Linked DNA regions of Rattus norvegicus: region 1 is linked to region 2. Evidence: chromatin contacts called from public Hi-C data. All regions are on one chromosome and are shown on one strand. The core of a region is the stretch at or near the end of the contact, and the rest is flanking DNA. Distances in the headings are between cores, read along the strand shown.

The links. A called contact is a pair of places that touch in the nucleus more often than the background predicts.
Region 1: a contact with region 2 is called in a Hi-C map of mammary epithelial cells, with 2.1 times the contacts expected there. The contact joins the promoter of Nol10 here to the promoter of C6h2orf50 in region 2. A contact is called at or near these places in 4 of 12 Hi-C or Micro-C datasets (the A7r5 cell line, the Rat2 cell line, Schwann cells and 1 more).

The regions. Positions count from the first base shown.
Region 1 is chr6:45,871,397-45,876,964 of GRCr8, reverse strand. It overlaps Nol10 (nucleolar protein 10), which reads right to left and starts at 3,984. Exons shown (of 21, transcript NM_001014076.1): 1 at 3,846-3,984; 2 at 1,729-1,774. The coding sequence starts at 3,911. It also overlaps a transcript of Atp6v1c2 not described here.
Region 2 is chr6:45,524,287-45,529,960 of GRCr8, reverse strand. It overlaps C6h2orf50 (similar to human chromosome 2 open reading frame 50), which reads left to right and starts at 4,151. Exons shown (of 4, transcript NM_001415120.1): 1 at 4,151-4,615. The coding sequence starts at 4,401. LOC134479346 (a long non-coding RNA gene) reads right to left here and starts at 4,218. Exons shown (of 2, transcript XR_010052536.1): 1 at 4,082-4,218; 2 at 1,492-1,884.

The DNA of each region.
Region 1 (5,568 bases), core at 2,735-5,234, 350 kb before region 2:
TGAGGTCTTATCCACTGGAGTCAGGCCCTCAAAGGAGACTAGAGGATATACATTTGCTCCGTCTCCTTTTGCTTCCTAGATGCTAAACAGCGAACAGCCCCTTCCACTATGAGCTCCCACCAGCATGTGCTGCCTCACCACGGGCCCCAAACCCAGTTGTACACAGACAAAACCTCCAAAACCATGAGGCAAAACAAAACGTTCCTCCTTTTGAGTTATCTCAGGTACTCTGCTACTGTAATGGAAAACTGACTTTTCTTTCCCTCACTTTTTAGAAAGGAACATCTTCTTTAACTGAAAAGAAAAAGCTCACAATAATAATCAGAAAGAGTTTAAAGATCTGGGTCAAGGAGGAACACTAACCTATCATTAGTCACTTCTGCAACAAAAATCAGTATTTTCACCTAAACAGTTCTAGGCATACGCCTCCAAAATCTCAGGCTCATCTAGGAGATTAGCATAGAGCTGATGTTTGCCTGTAAGCTCTGCCTCTCTGTGGCCAAGAGTACCCAGTCTAGAGGAAGACCTAGTGCAGCCTCTGTGCACCACAACACTAACAGCTACTCTCAAAAAAAAAAAAAAGGTAATAATTCTTCTGACTGGTCACTACTGTGAACACGACTTTTCTATGACATATTTATGCCTTGTGTATAAAACCCAAACATTAAGATCAGAGGAAGGCCTGTAGGTGTGGCTCAGTGCTAGACAGCATGCTTAGCACATGCAAGGTCCTGGGTTCAATCCTCAGCACCACAAAGAACAAAAAATTCAAATACTGAACCACTTGAATTGCTAGACATATTAGTCCTGAGCAGGCCAGAAAACAGTTTCTTCCCATAAATAACCTGACTCCATTTTGTTACACATGAGCGCCCTGGAAGGGGGGCAGATAAAAACCCAGTCTGTAGGTTCTGAGCATGTGTTTCCTCCTGAGTTAAAAATCTCACTTTCTACCTGACTCAGAACTACATAGAGCCCATTTTTCCAAGAAGCTTGCCAAAAGATCTCAATCTCACAGTCGAAACCCTCCTAGTGCTCCGTTTTTAGAGACTTGGCTAAAATCTGAAATCTACAGGAAGGTAAGCCTCGTTTCACGATCGGCAACCTGAACTGGAAAGCATTCAATGGGAATAAACCCATCAAAGCCAGGTGAGTTACAGACGGACCTCATTGTTTACATCCAGACATTCTGCACACAAAGTTCTTCTGTTTATAAAGAAAGCGTTTACTGTCTCTCTATTGCAAAAGAGATTCTACTAACACACTAGGAGCAAAGCACTTCTGGAATTGTTTTGAAAGAAGGTCTTCCTTGGGCCATCTTGTTGAATGTGGCAGTCCTGCAAGAGTCTGACCACTTTCATCTGAGCAGTGGGCTTCCCACCTCTGGGCTCTTCCCTGAAACGTACACCCACTGCGTACAGGCCTCATCCGAGCCATGCTAAAGCCCTCCTGAGGGTCCCAAGGGGCAACTGAGATAAACATGCTAATATTCCTGCCATGGTGCCATGTCATGAACACTAAAGTCTCCTCTGACCCAGGAGCCTTGCTGCCATCCTTGAAAGAAGGAGAGGCTACCTCGTTAACTTGAAAGGGAGACTCCATACCACCAGGGGGACAGGAACCAACAATGTCGGAGAGAGAAGGCTTATTTCCCACACTTGAGAGCCAGAGAGCTGAGGATACTGTCCCCACAGGAAGCTGACAAGCTGGAGCACCCTGCATACTCACCGACATCCTTCTTCTGCAGTGCCCTCTTCTTCCTGTCGGAAAGCCACTACAAGAAAACAGATGGCATGCTTTAAAACACACCTAAATTATCTTTTATTTGCAAAATAATGTTCACTTTAGAAAATGTAAGCTTACAGGAATAAAATGGGAAGTGGGAGTATTCTATACTCTTAACTCCATGATAACACATATTCTGAACTTTTAATTTTTTTATGTATATAAGTGCTCTGTCTGCATGTATGCCTGCACACCAGAAGAGGGAATCAGATCCCAGTGCAGACGGTTGTGAGCCACCATGTGGTTGCTGGGAATTGAACTCAGGACCTCTGGAAGAACAGAAAGTCCTCTTAATCACTGAGCCATCTTTCCAGCTTTTTAAAACAGACATATTTGTTTTATACATGTGAGTACATTGTTGCTGTCTTCAGACACACTAGAAGAAGACATCAGATCCCATTACAGATGGTTGTGAGCCACTATGTGGTTGCTGGGAATTGAACTCAGAACCTCTGGAAGAGCAGTCAGTGCTATAAGCGCTGAGCCGTCTCTTCAGCCCTCATATTCTGGATTTTTTGAAAAGAAAATATATTTACATATACTAAACAATTTTTTAAAACATCTGTTTTACAAAGCATTAAAAGTGTAAAACTGGGCTGGAGAGATTAAGAGCACTCACTGCTCTTCTAAAGGTCCTGAGTTCAATTCCCAGCAACCACATGATGGCTCACAACCATCTGTAATGGGATCCGATGACCTCTTCTGGTATGTCTGAAGATAATTACAGCGTACTACTCATATACATAAAAAATAAATAACTCTTTAAAAAAATTTAAAAAGCATAAAACTAATCCATCTAAGCTAAGAGAATGCAAATTCTCGAAATGATGGGTTTTAATTAATTTCTATATGGAGTGAGTGCCCCCAATGTGTGTGCATGTTCGTGTGTTGAGACAGAGTCACACTACGTAGCTCTGTAGCCCAGGATGAACACAAGCTCGCAATCCTCCTGCCTCAGCTTTCCAAGCAATGGGATTATAAATGTGTCTCTTTGCCAGACAAATATATTTCTCACAAAGAGTAGGAACAGACATAGGACTGGCCTAACAGCTGACCTTGGATAAGAAGTGGTTTTTAATAACACATTCACTGAGAGCCAATTTTGTTCTACAGGCAACAGTAGAATGAACAGCAATGAAAAAGCACTTGTCAGTTACAGTGACACTGAGTGGACAGGTCTCTACTGGGACAATTTTGCTTCCCAGAGGGCTTATGGCAACTTTTAAGTTTTAGTCTGTCATCCCAATTGGTTAGGTGTGGACCAGGGATGCTGGCAAACATTATATAAAACAACACCAGCAGCAAGGAACTGTCAGCTTAAAATGTCAATAAATTTGAGGTTAAACACCCCCCCATGGGAAAAAATTTTCTAAAAGGGAAAAGCCAATGTACTATTGTTACTAGCAAAATAATCTTTTGAAGTCTCTAGATATGCGGTCTCCAGACCCTAAGTATACACTGAGGCAGCCTGCATTTGGAACATGATATTTTGAAGAGCCTAGGGGTGGGCCATAATTTTCCTTCTCTCTGCAGTAAGTGAGTGCCTTACAGTCTGTGACTGTATTGCTCTGACTGTATTTCAGGCAATAATGTTTCAATTAAAGGATGTAGAGTAGTTTCTAGACAGTCAGCATGATCTTACATGAATCTATTACAGGCAAAACAAAGGTGTTGTCTTAGGGTTTCTATGCTGTCACATCTTGGGGAGGAAAGAATTTATATCAGTCACATTTCTACATCAGGTCCGTCACTGAGGGAGCTCAAGGCAGAAACTCAAACAAGGCAGGAACCCGGGGGCAGGAGCTGATGCAAAGGCCATGGAGCAATACTGTTTACTGGCCCGCTCGGCCAAGCCCTTCCCCATCAAACACTAATTAAGGAAATGTCCTACAGCTAGATCTCATGGGGGCATTATCTCAATTGAGGTTCCCTCCTTTCAGTTAACTCTAGCTTGTGTCAAGTTGACATAAAACCAGCCAGCACAGTCAGCCAATAATAAATTATAGATATATAAAGAGGGCAAAGAGAGGAGTAGCGGCGGCGAGAGGATGAGGACTCACCTCAGGGAGAGACTTGCCGCAGCTGAGGCTGTAAATCTTCACTTCGTTGAGGCTGGAGACCTGCATCGCGGCGCAGAGAAGCCGGAGTCCGGCACGCAGTCACAGAACGCCGGCCCAGCAGAATACGCCTGAATCCAAATCCTAAGCGAACCGGCACAACGTGCAGGAACTAGCGCGAGTTGATGACGCACTTCCTGACTCCGGAAGTGCACGCCCACTTGGACGCCCGAGGGCGGAAACACTAGAGACGAGCAGAGCGAGTCCAGAGAGATGTGCAGTTGCTCTGGGGTTGGAAAAAGCGAAAATGAAAAGAAAAATCGTACGAGAAAGCATGAGATGGGGAAGTGAGTTTGAACCTGATATCGTTCGAGACTAGAATGTAACAGTTATAGCCTCTTACGGTTTTTAGGAAGTTCGTAAATTGTACTGCTCTTTCAGTACAGGCTGCCTCTGTTGACCACATCTGAGGACTTTGGGTGACTTTATAACAGCAGAGGCTGTCTGCTAGAGAGGACCTTCTCCTGTCTTTCTAGCCTCTTCCAAACACATTATGAAAAGACGAATCTGGGAAGGAGAGAATGGTTAAGTAATGTTTTCTCTAAAGTCATGTGAAACCACTACCAAATCCTGGCTCGAGAATCTTTGGTAGGCACTTAAGCTATCATACTCGAGGCCCCCTCTAGTCCTCCGCTCAGCAACAGTCGGGTACTTTTATCTAAATTTGCCCTTGGGCTGTGGCTCATTAGTTTCTATTGGCTTTAGGAAGGATTGTACTCTCGGTGGAGACCTTTCTGAGCAAAGCGGATCAGCTACAGGACTTTTCTGTGCAGCTTTCCATCCAAGTAGTGTTGGCACATGCTCTGGACTCCCAGTTCTTAAGATGGAGCCATGTAGACTCCACTCAGACCACCTCGTGCTTCAGTTGCAAGACCCTGTCAGTCTCTTGAAGTTAAAACAGCTGCTTCAACTCCTTTCTGGGACAACTGATCTTTCCTCTGGGAGCACCCGCAGATGTGCTCAAGAATTTTTTACTTAGGTGATTGAGACAGAGTACCCTCTTACACTTGTGTTCTTCCAAATTAGACTGGAGAATTGCCGATTCTAAAGCTAGGCATAGTAATCCCCATCTAAAATTCAAGTATCTGAAAGGCCGAGACTGTAGAATTACCAAGGCCAGCCTGGGTTACAGTCTCAACAAAATAAATAAATGTATAAAGGTTGGAATCCCAAAACTTACCATGTAATAACTCAACCAAAAGTCATTTCACATCTTCAAAACTAGAATATTCTCTGACCTCCAGACCCTAGTTGTGTCACCACAGTTGCCAGCCTTCCTTCATCCATAACCAGATTCCTTAATTCAGTGTCCCACCATGCTTTTTTTGTTGTTGTTGTTTTTTGTTTTTTTTTTTTTAAATTCAATGCTGGCTTCATAGCCACCTTGGCTAAATCTGTAGAATAGCCCATTCCTGCCTCTGGTTCCCATATTGATGATCTAAACCTTGGCATCTCTGTTGTATTTAAAAAGGAAGAAAAAAGGCTGGGCATGGTGGTGTGTGCATCCAGTCTCAGCACTTCAGAGGAGAAGGCAAAAGGATGAGGCATTGAAAGTAATACCTATATAGTGAATTCAAGGCCACCCTGGGCAGATGGCTCAGTAGGTAAAGGTGCTTGCCACCATGCCTGATGGCCTGAGTCCTTGGAACCCACGTGACAGAAGTAG
Region 2 (5,674 bases), core at 2,902-5,401:
GACACAATCAGTCAACATGAAGCCATGAACACAGAACAATTCCATTCAAAAAGCAATCCTGGAAAGTAAAGGAATACGACGATAAAATAGCGAGCGTGTTGCTTCACACCTCAGAGTTTCTCTTTGAGGTGGAGGTTTGTGATCAGCTCAGAGAAGAACCAACCCAGCTGGCTTAGGATGGCATTCTTCAACTTTAAATGTTAACCTTAAACAACCAACTTCCATGAAAAAACTCAGCCTCCACACTGGATAGCTACTTGGCGTAGCGAGAGCTGCTCCAAATGCCTGGCTGCTTGCTTTAGCCTATGCTGTTGCATTTCCTGTCACGCAGGCAGGAGGCCAAGGCTCACATCCTCACAAGCCTCACAAGCCACATGGCTGTCCCTAACTGCTGGGTGCCACGGCCCACATCAGCCTGGTAAGGACTTCTTTCGCACACCAAAAGGACTTCCGGGGGCGACAGCTTCCATTCTCTCCAAGAAGAGAAATCTCCCCGGATGCAAGGGAGCCAGCCAGAGGTGCTGCACCCAAGCATGGTGAGGACTCAATATCAGAGTACTGTGCGGGATTTACGCTGCCACCCTAGAGACATTGTCACCCACAAAACTGCCCAGTTATGGGAGGAAAAACAAAGGAGAAGAGAAAGGCCACATCCCATCAGTCTGTTTGGACCCATGTGTCAGTGTTACAACTCAGAAGGGAAAGAATCCTGGACCGCAAAGTCACACGGGACAAGGAACCCAGGAGAGAGAGGCAGCAGGGAACTGAGTGGGAGGCAGGGGTCTGTAAAGTTTCTTGTGGGATGGAGTTTTCCAGGGCGGGGATTGGTAGGATTCAAGACCTGAGCTTGGGGCAAGCTCAGGGATTGGTGGTTTGGTTTTTGTTTTTGTTTTTTTTTTTTTGTTTTTTTGTTTTTTTGTTTTGTTTTTTTTTTTTTTGGTTCTTTTTTTCGGAGCTGGGGACCGAGATTGGTGGTTTTTTTAAGCCCCGGAATTGATCTCAGGTTTTTTACCCGACGCGAAGCTCTGCAACACTCCACAGCTGTCCTGCATATCAACACCAAATGACTCAAGGTGCTCAAGGTGCTCCCTGCCTGCCCACTGAGTCTCTGCTACACTAGCCTCTGCTTGAGACCACTGTGGCTTCAGCACCACCCTTCCCAAGGGTCGCAGCCATGGAAGGCTCCTCGGTCCCTTCCTGATGGTTCTAACTTTGCGGTTACCTTGGTGGTTATAACTTATCACTGCCGGCTCTGTGCAGAATAAGGTACAAAATATTCACACGCCTGGCTGCATCTGTATCCGACCTCGAGCCCCAAACTATGCCTCCTCCCTTGTCTTCTCTCTTGTACCTTCAAAATCCTTCTCATCTGTAAAGATTAAATCCTGCTGCCTCTTTTGTAATGAAATTTTCCTGGGGAGAAGCAACAGGCATCTGTTAACCCCAGATAGAGAACCTACGACAGACCAAAGTATGGATACCACCAAAGTCTTAGTAGGTAAACCAATGAGTTTTACTGGGATTACTTACAGAGGTAGATATGAGTCAGACAGTTGCATCACCCAAGACCACAACAGTGTGGGTGACAGCTCACAAAAGTTGGCAGCCTGGTGCACACGGTACAACCTGCAGGCAACTCAACAGGTAGGGGAGTGTGCTTTCCAAGTGGCTCTGTTGTTCTTCCCCGCTGCTCCAGAGGTCTCTGCTTCTTCCAGGCCACTTGGGTGGTCTCCTAAGTCTCCTTTGCAGCTTGGTTCCTTTTAGTGGAACTCTCAGCACTGGCTATTGTTCACTGTCAGGAAAGGAGGAGCCTAGTGAATCTGGTCAGTTTCAGGGACTTCCTGGTATTCTTTTGTTTACTTTGTATCCTAAGGAGCTTCACTGCTGGAGAGGAAACAGACACACAATAAGAGAGCAGAAACTAGAGGAGGTGTGAACTATTGGCTGAGTCCCAGAGCATCTCTCCACTTAAGGCACCTCTGTCTACACTTGGTTAACTGTTTCTGTTCTCTGGCTGTACAGGGAAGGAGCACCTTGCCTAACAGGAGTCAGACACAAAGTGTGAGGGAAGGATTGAGAGGTCTATCAATAGACCCAGCTCCAACGATAAAGAAGAAAAGAGGGTGCCTGGAACAGCAGATGGGAGGGTCTGAGTTTGGCTGAGCTGGATGAAAAACCCACTGGTGCCACAGAAAGAACTGGGCTTCTCAGGATTAGGGAAGAAACAGAAGTGGGTGCGCAGCAGAACTCCCACCCTTAAGTCTGCAATGTGCCTCTTATGATAAGCTAACTCAGGCCACCTTGACAATCACCCCTGTTGTATTCTTCCCTGTAGACTGGGTTTCACTGCGGTCCTGAGTGTGACACAGTGTAGAGCCTATGTCTACTAAAGCTGCCGAGGGTGGTTGGAAGGCTCCGCAGTATCAATGACAGGACGCTGCAGGTTCTCTGGGCTTTCAGAAGGAGCATACATTGCGGCCCTGGCTAGTTTTAGGTCAGCTTAACACAAGCTAAAGTCATCAGCGAGGGGGGAGCATCAGTTGAGAAAATGCCTCCATAAGATCCAGCTGTAAGGCATTTTTAAAATTTTCTTCCTCCATAATTCACTTTAAAAGGAAAACTTTTTATTGATTCTTTGTGAGTTTCACATTATGCAGCCCAGTCCCATTCATCTCCCATACCTTCATCCCTTCGTATCCACCCTTTGTCCTTGCCACCTCCCCACAAAATAGCCTCTCTCTCTCTCTCTCTCTCTCTCTCTCTCTCTCTCTCTCTCTTCTCTCTCTCTCTCTCTCTCTCTCTCTCACACACACACACACACACACACACACACACACACACACACAAAGAGAAAAAGAAAAAAGACCTAGAAAACATCTCATTGTAGAAGCTGCAGTGTGTCCCACAGTACATCCTTCTGTCCCACACCGTCACTTGCAAATGTTCATTGCAGTGAGTCATTGGCCTGCGCTTCCAGGTCTCTGGCTCCTGTGACACCATCCACATTGGATTGTCACCAGGACTCCTCCTCATTATCCTGTTGTTGCTTCATGTTGTGGGGATCCTACAGCTTTGGATAAGCAGGACTGGCCCTTTCGTGTGTCCCAACCATTTGCAAACGATATAGATTTTGGAGTAGGCCAATTCAGAGCCCGGGATCTGGGCACGGGTGGTAACTGAGAGGGTCAGCGCCTCAACGTTCCCTTCTCTGTACCTCCAGGGATAGCTGTCCAGCACGGCTCCAGCTAGACCACCCAGTGCTGACGTGGGCAGGAGGCACGTTCATCTCTCCTGTTCTCATGCCCTCTGGCCTGGATCCCCGTCCCTTCACCGTCAGGGCCAGCTCCACTGTGCTGCCCAGTTAAGGTGCAGAGCCAGCTCTTCTGAGTGCTGCTGCTAGTGAGGGGGTGGGGCTAGTGAGTCATGTCTTAGTGATTGATTGATTGATTGATGGGGGAGGGCCCAGGCCATCCCTGGGTAGGAGGTCCTGGGTTTTAAGGCTGAAGGCTGACGAGATGCCTCAGTTCATTGGCTGCTCTTCCAGAGGTCCTGAGTTCAATTCCCAGCAACCACACGGTGGCTCACAACCATCTACGATATGGTCTGATGCCCTCTTCTGGCATGCAGGTGTACATGCAGCTAGAGCACTTATATACATTAAACAAACAAACAAATCTTTTTTAAAGATAGCAGGCCATGTAAGCCAGTAAGCAATAGCCCTCCACGGTTTCTGCATCAGCTCCTATCTACAGGTTTTAGCCCTGTTTGAGTTCCTGTCCCGAATTCCTTTAATGATGGATTACTATATGGAAGTGGAAGCCAGATAAGCCATTTCCTTCCTAACTTGCTTTGATATTTCCTTACAGCAATTAGAAACCCTAATTAAGATATCTTCACTTCCTGCCCCTGCTCTTTTGGTCTGGGAGGCTGAGTTTTCCACCAGGGGGAAGCACACGACCGTGCTCGAGTTCACCAGCCTTCCCAGATCCCCGGAGCATGGAGCACTCACCGCCTCCCGAGATCCAGCGTCAGACACTGTCCCGCCCTCCTGCTCAGGGGAAGAACTGGGCAAAGCACCTACCATCTGCACCCACTGAGTGGCTCAGACGTCCTCAGAGGGCACAAACCGGGTCCGCCCCTTCCGCCCCATGCGCACTCGGGACTCGCCTGTTCCCTGGGCGACGGTCAACACAGGCAGGGCTGCAAAACACAGCTGGGCACAGATGCTGTCCCAGCCTGGAGTGTTTTTGGTCCCCATCTGCCACTCTCTCTGAGCTCGAGATCCGGTGTGGGACGATGTGGGAACACCTTGTGCAGGTTATTCTGGGTTAAGACGAGAGAGTCTCAACCAGTCTTTCTCTTTTCTTTCTTCTCTTCCTCTCCTGCTTATCTAGCCTGCCATGGGCAGCCAACACACTGGGCTTCCTAGAACCACATCATCAGGGTACCAACTGCCCCCTACCAGGCAGCTTGCCACAATTTCCCCGGGCCGGGATGGCCCGGCAGCAGGCAGGGCTCTCGTGGGTGGTTCCCAGGGGACTCTAGCCCCGGGTGTGCAGCAGGACCAGCTGTGGAGGGAGCTTGTGGAAGCCGAAGCGCGGGGCCAGCGGCGTTGGTGAGTGTCCTGCCCCGCCTCCTTTCTCCCTGAGACCTCCCACACCTCCACTCGCCTTGGTCTGAGAAAGTGCTGAGGATATATGGAAAGATCAGAGGGGGAGAACATGGAAGTAGGGTGTGAGAGAGGTCAGCAGAGGCTCAGACTATGGAGGAGCCAAGGCACTCTTTCCCAAAGATAGCAGGGAATACAGGCATAGACAGGGCTCTGGGCCCATCTCCGGACAAACAATAACATCTCTATCCTCTTCTGGGAAGAAGTTGGCAGCTGGAAACCAGGTACTGCCTGGGGCGGGATGCTGGTCTGGGGGTTGGGTTGGGGAGCCTTGTTCTTGCTTTTATTCAGTGAAGAATACTAGGGGAAGCGTGGTAGGTTTGTTTGCCCAGGGTACCAAGGGGGTCTCCCTTCCAGGACAAAAGGCAACTAAAACACGTTAGGCTTCAGCTTTACATATTAGACATTTTTTTTTTCGGAGCTGAGGACCGAACCCAGGGCCTTGCGCTTGCTAGGCAAGTGCTCTACCACTGAGCTAAATCCCCAACCCCTCATATTAGACATTTTTAAAGAATGCACAAGTGGGGCCAGAGAGATGGCTCAGTGGGTAAGAGCACTGACTGCTCTTCCAGAGATCCTGAGTTCAATTCCCAGCAACCACATGGTGGCTCACAACCATCTGTAATGGAATATGATGCCCTCTTCTGGTTTGTCTTAAAAAAGCTACAGTATCTGCGCATGCATATATATATATATGTATATATATATATGTATGTATATATATGTATATATATATCATCTTTTAAAAAAACAGAAATGCCTTTCTATTACTGTGATAAAACACCATGACTAAGGCAGCTTACAAAGCCCACCCAATGACACACCTCCTCTAACAAGGCCTCACCTCCTAATCCTTTCCAAACAGTTCCACCAATAGGAGCCAACTGTTCAAATAAATAAGCATATAGAGATCATTCTCATCCAAACCATCGCAAAAGGTGATGACCAAAGGCTGCAATCCCAGCATTGGGAAGGTAGAGTCAGGAGGACCCAAAGGTCAAGTTT